Regions from separate parts of the Mus musculus genome. Here region 1 is linked to region 2. The links are chromatin contacts, called in public HiChIP or PLAC-seq maps. All regions are on one chromosome and are shown on one strand. Each heading gives the region's core, a stretch centred on a gene start, on an enhancer-like site or on the middle of the called end of the contact. The rest is flanking DNA. Distances are from core to core; before and after follow the strand shown. Region 1 has its middle 3.7 kb from the start of C330026H20Rik. Region 2 overlaps Entpd1 (ectonucleoside triphosphate diphosphohydrolase 1).

Region 1 (5,038 bases), core at 485-2,984, 330 kb before region 2:
GCTCTAATAGAAACACTACAAACCAGATGGCACAAGCAGCAGTTTATCTCATGAGTCTAGAGGCTGGGAAGTCCAGGAGCAAGGTGCCAGGAAATTATCCCCGGTGAGGGGCCAGCTTTTCGTTTCCAGATGGCCCTCATCCCACTAGATCAGTGGCTCTCAACCTGCGGGTTGTGACCCTTTTGGGACTAGAATGACCCTTTCACAGGGACTATCTAAAACCATTGGAAAACACAGATATTTACATTGTGATTCCGAACAGTAGCGAAATTACAGTCATGAAGCAGCAGCCAAAATACTGTTATGGCTGGGGGTCACCACGACATGAGGAACTGTATTAAAGGGTTGCAGCATTAGGAAGGTTGAGAACCACTGAGCTAGATTCTCCCTTGAGATCCCGCATGGGGGAGAGATTGCTTCATTCTTGTGTGTGTGTGTGTGTGTGTGTGTGTGTGTGTGTGTTCACATGAGTGTAACATGTGGAGGACATAGAACACCTTCCTTAAGTCTGTTCTCTCACTCCATCTTTACATGGGTCCCAGGGATTGAATGCAGGTCTCTCTCCTGGCTTGATTCATCTCAGCCAGCCCCTCTCTGTCTCTAATAAGGGCACTAGTCTCATTCCTAAGGGCTCCACTCTTATGAACTGACTAACTCCTGAAGTCCTCACTGCTGGGATTTATGAAACACAGAGTAAGACAGCGGGTACCTCAGTGGCCCCTGTCAAAGTGTCTCCCAGCAATCAAGCCACAGTGACAAGCCTAGTACAAAGGGAAGTTTATTGGGGGAAGGGAGCCAGGGAGGGGAGCAGGGACCAGGAAAAGAGTAGAGACAGAGAAAGGGGAGCAGAGAAGGACAGAAAAGAGAGGAGAGGGGAGAGGAAGAGGCCAGACTGGGAACAGTGGGAGAGGGAGAGATGGAGATGGGGAGGGGAGGGAAGAGAGGGAGGGAAGGAGAGGGAGTGGGAGGGAAAACGGTGCTGTAGAACGTTTGTGGAGTACAGCTGAGATGGAAATCTGCTTTGACCTCCTTAATAGAAGTCTAGTATGATGGAGACCCAGAAGGAACTGCTCTTAACTGCTAGGTCTTTAGATTTGCACCACCAAGATCTCACCAGGTAACAGGTGGCAGGACATCAGAAGAAAGTGTCAGATGGCCTGTAGGACATGGTGTCGTAAGGACAGATAGCTCCTATGTCTCATATCCAGGTTCCACACTGGGGTAGAAATCTGAAGAATGTCATATCTCCTGGAGTCACTCAAGCAGAAAAGGGAAGTCACTGAATGGATTGGTTGTAATCATTAGACTGGGATGGAATGACAAGGTGGAGGATAAAAAAGAAAAGCAGCGCCCTCTAGAGACAAAAGAGGGAAGCTCATATTTTCTCTGTGCGCTTCCGCTAAGGTTAATGACACATGAGCTTGTGAGTACTCAGGTCCACCCATCCACGTGCCTCTATGTACACAAATACACGGACACACACACACACACACAATCATACGCACACAGGCACACACACACGGGCACACACGAGCACACACTGAAGACAAGGGCAATGCAGAAAAGGGGCTTCATTAGCAGCACCAGCCTGGTCTTAGATTGTAGGGTAGAGCGCAGATGCCAGGTTCTTGGGAGAAAATTCAGTCATATACCCAGGAGAGATGCAGCAAACCGAATCCATCAGACGTGCCAACTGCATGCTTTAACTTGCAAAGTAGCATAGTGGCTTCCTGAACTAGCCAGAGTTGAAGTTCTACTTGTCACCACTTGGGGTCAGCATTTCCACCTTAAAAGGCTTCCAGGTTGTGAGCCTGAAGGCAAAAAAATCTGGTGACTTACACAGTGATGAAATGACTTTAGGGGGTTCCAGCACCCCCTTTTTTGTTTTTATGTTCCCTGACTCACGGTCTGTTTGTGTTTTCCCGTGTGCAGAAATTATCCATTTTACTTGCAAAGGCTGACACTAGGCTTTAGAAAAAATAAGTTGAAAATTTCATACATGTGTATAATGTATTTTAGTGGCTTTCACCTGGCATCAATTTGGCCAACATGTTTGTGTGTGTGTGTGTGTGTGTGTGTGTGTGTGTGTGTGTGTGTGTGCTTTTGTGTGTGCTTTTGTGTGGAAGCCATAGGGCAAGCTTCAAATCTCATCACTCTCTTGCTCATACTTTACCAAGTGGAGTAGGCTGGGTCTGTATCATTACCCAACACTGGAATTAGAAGCACATTTTATGTGTTGTGGGACTCTAACTCGGGTCCCCCTACCTGCAAGACCATCAACTGAGCTGTCTCCCGAGTCCTTAATGTACACATGGTATCCTGTAACTCAGGTGTCAGGTCCTGTAGAGCTTTGGGGATTCCAGATGCCACATAAGGCTTGGGAGTGTCCACTCTGTAGGAAAAGGAGCTTGCCCTAGTGTTCCTCCTGGCTTTAGCAGCTGGGCAAGCGTGGGTAAGATATTTTCTCTTCCAGCTGCAAAGCCTCACACATACAACATGCATAGCAAACACTTCCCTCTACCTGACTTTGAAAATTAAAGGCATTGTGCTATGGGATAGGCAGAATGGTGATTAAACATTTGTTCAAATCTGTGGAACAACATGTGTGCAACACAAGTGGACCCTAGTGCAGGCAGTGGGCTTTGATATGTCTCTGCGGGTTCGCCTGCTCAGCAACCCAGTGCTTTCATGGGGGCTTTGGTAATGGGAAGAGTCTGTGTGTCTTGGTAAATGTACAACATCTCCTTACTTCCCTCTTAATTCTGCTATAAACTATGAAACTGCTCTTTAAATTCTGTCACTTAAAATGTTAATGATGTTACTTGTACTCATTGCTGTGTTTTATAAAAAAAGAAGCCAGGGATATGTATGGTAGAGGCAAGGTATTGTGTGAGGGAAGGGGCATCCCTTCCCCCCCCGCCCCCCCCCCCCAGGGACCAGCCACAGGACTGTATAGTATAGAAGAGAGTTTATTTAGGTAATGAGGAAAGGAGTTGAAGGGGTAGATGATACAGAGAGAGAGAGAGAGAAAGAGAGAGAGAGAGAGAGAGAGAGAGAGAGAAGGAGGAAGAAGGAGGAGGAGGAAGAGGAGGAGGAGAAGGAGGAGGGAGGCCAGCCATGAGCATATGGGGGGGGGGGGAGATGGAGAGAGAAGGGACAGAGAGGAAAGAGAGGAAGGGAGAAAGAGGAGAGAGGAGGGGGCAAGCAGCCCCTTTTATAGTGAATCAGGCACACCTGACTGTTGCCAGGTAACTGTGCGGCAGAGCCTAGAAGAAATGCCAACACTTAAGGAACTCTAATGGAAGGCTTGTCTGTGTAGGTAGGGGCTCCTCTTGCTTCCTGATCATCCATCTCTGGATCACACAAATAACAGGAGGTTCAAGTCCAGGCTCCACCATTTTCCTGACATCTTGGTGACAGGAAATTTTCTTAAATCTTCTCCAGGTGCCTATTTATTTATTTATTTATTTATTTTTCTTTTTTCTTGTATTGTTTTCCAAGGCAGGGTTTCTTTGTGTAGCCCTGGCCGTGCTGGGATTTGTTTAATTTTTATAGACGTTGATGATCTGCTCACTGCTCTTTGAGGAAAATATCAGCTGACAGTTATCCACCGCCAGACAGATTCGTTTCCTTCCACGGTTAGCAGCTGCTGGGGTTTCTGCATAACGTAACATGTAGAAAATGACACTGTAGTGGGATTTTTGGCTTGCCTTCCCTGGGTGTGTGGGTGTCACTTCTTGCGTTTGTTAAGATTATTTTTGTTGAATATTTTGTGGGGTTTTTGTGTCTTGTAGGACTTATTTGGGGAAAGCCTTTATTGTTGATATGAGAGAACCGCTGGACACATCTGGAAGAGTCCAGCTTAGAGAGAGAGAAAGAAGTGGACGGAACGTTGGAAGCAAACAGGACATGGCCAGGGCTATCTGCAATAGAGGGAGAGCAGCAGGGAGTGGAGACTAGAGAAAACGCAGTGGGAGCAGAGCTTATGGAGGAGGGCAGGGCTAAGGAGAGAGTGAGTAGCTGAGAAGAGGGAAGCCCAGGAACTGGGGGGGGTTAGGGGAGGGGAGAAGGATTAGGATGGACTCTGAGGTGTGTAACAGGTGTGGCTGATACGGAGGGAGCCTGGAAGCCAGCATGAGCTTTGTTATGGTAATAGTTGCCACAGGTGTCCCTGCTCCTGCTAGAGGTAAGGGAAACGCCTCCTTTTGGTGGATGGGAACCGGTTTCAAATGTTCCTGAGGAATGCTGGCTTTTATCTATGTGCCAGAAATCCTTATCGTGCAGGTTGAGCTCATTTGTGGATAGCTGGACTGCTTTTTCAAGCTTGAGGAATTAGAGTTTCCTTTGGACCTGACGACAGTAACAAAATGCGCTCTTCTTCCTGTGTTTTTGGTTGCTAACCTTTGCTCCAAAGCGTTCTCTGCCTCGTGTGTGTGTGTGTGTGTGTGTGTGTGTGTGTGTGTGTGTGTGTGTGTGTGTGTTAGCTTTCCTTCTAGGCCTGACTCACTATAAAAGGGGCTGTTTGCCCACTTCTCACTCTTAGTCTCCTATCCTGTCCTCTCCTCATTCCTCTTCCCCCACCCTCTCCACTTGTTCCGCCCACCACCACCCCTCTCCCTTTGCCTCTACCCCCTCAACTCCCCTCCCCATGTCCTAAATAAACTCTAGTCTATATGCTTCCTATGACTGGCACCTCAGTGTGGGCCCGCAGAGGCACCCCCCTTCCACCTCACCATACTGTGCCTCTACCAAACAAATCCTGGCTCTTCCTTTCTTTTTTATAAAACACAACAATGTGTGCATGCATTGAAACACACGCACATGTGCATGCACACACAGGTACACACACACAAGCACACATGCACAACTTATTTCTTTTAAATGTATGTGGGTTGTCTACCTTATATGGCTGATGTGAAGACTGTTTTATATATACACACATATAATACACACTCACAGGTGTACACACGTATACACACACACGTGCATGCACACACATATACACAGCAGAAGTCAACATCAGATGGCTTCCTCTATC
Region 2 (4,695 bases), core at 721-3,220:
AGACTCCGATATACAGCTTTAGAGCTTTTACCTGTGTTGCTGACTGCACGGGTCGGCCATCCCCATCATCCCCATGGCTTCCCTCACACTCACACACCTCTATTATCATCTGGGCCTGCTGGAGGCTGCCCCCTACCCAGCCAGCTCCCAGTCCAACTTCCTCTGCCAGCAGGTAACTCACTCCTCTCTTTCTTCATTGTCTTCCAACTCAGTGGGGCAAAGAATGCTGGGGCCTGTGGGTGCCTTCCAACAGTGTCTAAGTGGTCCAGCTCTACATTAAATGTGTGCTGAAGGAAAAGCAAGACCCGAGCCCTGTGGAATTTGAAAGGTCACACTGCTATTGCTCTCCAGAACTGCCACTTCCTGGGTCCCTCAAAGACTGGGGAACAAAGTCAGAGTGTTCTTTTCCAGGTCCTCAAACCCTGCTGGTAGCACCATTCTCTACTCAAAACCACAGGGCTCATAGGGGTCTCTAGGCCTCTGAGGTTGGCAAGGACGAAGAGCTGCTGGGGATAGCTGGTGATAAGCATCCTGACAACCAATCCTTGGGTGGCTTTTAGTATCTCCATAAAGTGTGCCCCAAGCCTGCTGTGTTTGTGAGCAGCAGGCGTATCACTAGGCGGCAGGATGTTTCAAGAAGCATCCAGGACTATAAGACACCGGATCTCCTGTCTCCATTTTCCTTTCGTCTATGACACTAAACAATCAAATTACCACTTTTTTTCCTTTTTGAAAAATAAACATGTGTTTCGTTATCTAAAGTATCCAACTCCATTCCTCCCTCAGGAAGGCAGGATATGGTAATCAGAATCAGACAAGAAAACAGTTCACTAGAAAGCTATCTTTTTGTAAAGATCTCCACATCTGTTCCTCCCTACCACAATCAGGACTATCTCGAAAGCGGGTTCCCAATGCAACCACAAGTGTTTGTTATTCTTTTTGCCATGTGATTTGTCCTTAAAATAAATTCAAACATTTTTTTCCCTACCACCAAAATGCCAGGAAAAATATAAATGGGTATTGTTTTTTTCTGAATACCTATGAACTAAGAAGTTCAACAACACTTAGTTGAATTTTCTGGGACTAATGTCAAGTCCTAAAATAGAAGATATAATCTAAAAACTGGACTGTTGGATTGCTCTATAGCTAATATGGGACATGCAAAAGAAAGCCTGGGGGAAAAAATGGATTGCAGCAAGCTGCAACATACGTGTCACTCATGCCAGACCTGAGGGAGGAGTCAGCCTACAGAAAGGAAATAGCAAAGACTGCGTGTTTGCTCTCAACTCCAGGGACAATTTTGCCCGTTTTCTTTGATGTGCTGGCCAGAGACAATGCTGGAGTCTCATGTGAATTCAGCATGAATCACCTTGGGAAATCATAGACAAAGTCTCTGTTTATGCTTCCCACACAGTAAATGGTGACCATTATTCTACTGATCATTGTGAATCAGGGCATTTTCAAGGTAAAAGCAGGTCCAGGGAATGGAAATGTGATGAGAGCAGAAATATTCATAAAACATCACATTTTGATCATCTTGACAGCCTCAGAAAATGTATGTGTGTAAGACACAGTGTTCATACACACACACACACACACACACACACACACACACACACACACACACACACCCTGTAGGCATGCGAATCCTAAGGCTGAAGCAGAGGAGCATGGCCAGCCCATATGGGACTGAGTATCAAGTCAACCAAACATCTACTTCCACCTCCGAGTGCTTATCCTAGGCGTCTGCCCAGAGACTTCACCTCCAAAATAACTACCACCTCGGAAGAACATTTGCGGTCCGGGAGACCAGGGGTTGAAAAGCAGCCTTAGAATTCTAGCTAATCCATTCAGAACTTGCTAAAAGAATGGAAAGGCTGTTGGGAAATGGAGAAACAACAAAGTGGAAGGAGAACAAAGAGGAGATGAACAGACCGGTGGAGTCACTGAGGAGACATGGGCGTGGCTGCCTCTCTTCACATCTTCCTTGCTCACCATCACCTACCCTCCTGTCACCAACAAAGAACTTCCCTCAGTGGCTCTCCAGCATTAGATTGATTTCCCTTTCCCACCCCCACCCCGACCCCCGCCCCACCCCACCCCTGCCCCACCCCATCCCACCCCACCCCTACCCCTAAGGTCATATGAGCAGCTCTTTAAATAGTTAAAACTTTCTGAATGACCAGAAACAAAGTGGTAATTTTTACTTAGCGCTTCCTTGTTAACAGCAGCCACATCCATGTCTTACTACCTCTTTTGACAAGTTCTTCCTTCTATGACATGGTCTCTGGATCTTGCCACACCCTGCAAGACCTGCACAGTTTGTCAATATCTGACTTTGAAAGTGAAACAAAAAGGAGACAGTCTACATAATAAAGCAGAAACTAAAAGGAGACAGACCAGGAACTGAGGAGGGTTCAGTTCTGCACTCAGTAAGTCATGCAAAATGAAGAAACAGACCCTGAATCACAAGGTTCACTTGCTCATAGCAGGACCTCATCATGTAGCCCAGTCTAGAGTTTTTGTTGGTTTTTTAAAAAATTATACTGATCTAGTTAGTTAGTTAGTTAGTTAGTGTTTTATGTGTTGCATGTTGGCACCAGTATGGAGACTGCATGATAACTTTTGCAAAGTCCATTTTCTCCTTCTACCACATGGATCCCAGGGAGTGACCTCAGGTTGTAGACTTGGTACCATCCTACTCTTCCCTCTCCTGGCTGGTCTTGTCCTCACCAGCCTCCTGTCTCAGCATCTTAAGTACTGGGATTCTAGGCAAGAGACACCACCTAGCAATGAGGGATGCCCTGTGTAGTGAGGGAATGCTCTTGTGCAATGAGAAATGCTCTTGTGTGATGAGGGATGCCCTGTGTGATGAAGGATGCTCTTGTGTGATGAGGGATGCCTTGTGTGATGAGGGATGCCCTGTGTGATGAGGGAATGCTCTTGTGCAATGAGAAATGCTCTTGTGTGATGAGGGATGCCCTGTGTGATGAAGGATGCTCTTGTGTGATGAGGGATGCCCTCGTGTGATGGAAACGCTCCATATGGACCTCTTGCTTTGGGATTAGCAGGTTAGAGAAGGCCACCAATTAGCATTCATCCTCCACAGCTCTTCAGATTATCAGGCTATCATCAGGTCAGACCAGCATATTCTAAAGTGAGTGACTAAAAAACAGGAGGGACCAAGACCTCAAGAAGGCAAGCAGCTCCAACTCACAGAATTCCCATCAGCCATCTGTCTTTCATCTTGTCTTAGCCAGCTCTTCCCTGTCCTACAGAAGACAGAGTAAGTTTGTCCTCTAAGGATAAGTCCCATCTAATTCCTGGAATCTATGATAGATTTTCTTCCATTAGGCAGAAGGCATCTGAAACCAGTTGCTCACGTGCCTGTGCTAAATGTCTTGGGATTTATCTCTCTTTTGGAAGGATCCAAGAAAACTTCCTTATCTCAGTCCATTGCCCAGCATACAATGGGATATACAACCAACATTCTGTCTGGTTACCCAGGTCCCTGCCCATCTTTCAATCCCACCCTCGGACCCAGAGCTTAACCTTAAATGCGTATGAAATCGGTAGGGTGACTTCTCCCACTGGTTTCTGTTCACTAAGTCCCCCTAGAGTCTGAATTCAGTTTCCAGAATCCGTGAGAACAATTCCTCTGCCCCAATAACTTGGACACAAACCAAGACAGTAATTCCCAGATGAGCCTGTAGCTGGACCCCACACCTTAGCTCAAAAGCCTTTGAATACAAGCAGTCATGGCCTGGACCAAGCATGGCTTTGTTCCTGTCCCTTGGACATTATAATCTGAAATGCCCAGGGCAACTTCCTCATACTCTCTCGCATATGCAAAGAGTTTCAGGCACAATTCATGGCTATAAATATTCTATTGAGAACACTAACAACAAAGAAGGGAAAAAATACAGAGAGCAAACACCAAAAGCCCATGGAGAGTTTAGTCCGGCGATAAACAGTTCTAAAAAGTACTGAAGTCAGAGCACTTTCCCAGATCACTCACGTCCTCATTCACAGCTGTATTGGCTCTGACCTAAAGATACCTGATTGCCTGACCTGTGCTCAGTATCAGGCATAGGGTCCATGGATTTGTTGACATATAAAGGGCCATAAAAAGTAACATTCAAGAGTCAATGTGGATCTATAAAATAAGTGATTTTACCTTTATCGTGGTCTGCTAAAGAAGGGAAACACATAAGATGTCTCATTAGGCCAGATCAGAACTGTCAGCTACCATTAGCATAGCATGTGAGGGGGAGGAGCTTGGCTTTTCCATGTTACAGCACAAACTGGGCTGGAGTACTAGGTTTGATCACACCCTCCATCCTCCTAGTTATATGACACTGGCCTTAATTCCAAATCTATGAAATGGGTGTAACAATGGCTCTCATGTCAAAAGGCTGTTGTAAAGAGCAAATAAAATGACATATTATACTGAGTGTTTAATATGATGTCTGGGACGTGCCTATTTATAGTGTGGTTTTATTCTCAAATAGATACCTGATAGTTTTATTTATGCATTTTACGCTAACAAGATTTTTTTTCCAATTTTCAAATCAACTTGGCGCTTTCACTTGTGATTTAATTGGAAAAAAGACTCAAAAGAAAAAAACAAAACAAAAAACAAAAAACAAAAAACAAAAGCAGTAGCCAACAAGGATCACACACACACACACACAC

The links. HiChIP or PLAC-seq counts read pairs in DNA pulled down with a chosen protein or histone mark.
Region 1: an H3K4me3 HiChIP or PLAC-seq map of bone marrow-derived macrophages shows a contact between it and region 2, with 3 times the contacts expected there. The contact joins two enhancer-like sites. A contact is called at or near these places in 1 of 115 datasets of contacts at active chromatin or transcription factors (bone marrow-derived macrophages) and 1 of 9 other capture datasets (embryonic stem cells).

The regions. Positions count from the first base shown.
Region 1 is chr19:41,012,852-41,017,889 of GRCm38.p6, reverse strand. No RefSeq gene overlaps it. Among named protein-coding and RNA genes, the nearest start is that of C330026H20Rik, 3.7 kb to the right of the region's middle. Within about 2 kb of position 1,734, at least 61 of the 459 cell types and tissues checked have an H3K27ac peak or open chromatin away from gene starts, as enhancers often do. A contact at or near this core is called in bone marrow-derived macrophages, where this site is marked.
Region 2 is chr19:40,681,931-40,686,625 of GRCm38.p6, reverse strand. The region is part of intron 1 of Entpd1 (ectonucleoside triphosphate diphosphohydrolase 1); the gene reads right to left. Among named protein-coding and RNA genes, the nearest start is that of Entpd1, 25 kb to the right of the region's middle. Within about 2 kb of position 1,970, at least 81 of the 459 cell types and tissues checked have an H3K27ac peak or open chromatin away from gene starts, as enhancers often do. A contact at or near this core is called in bone marrow-derived macrophages, where this site is marked.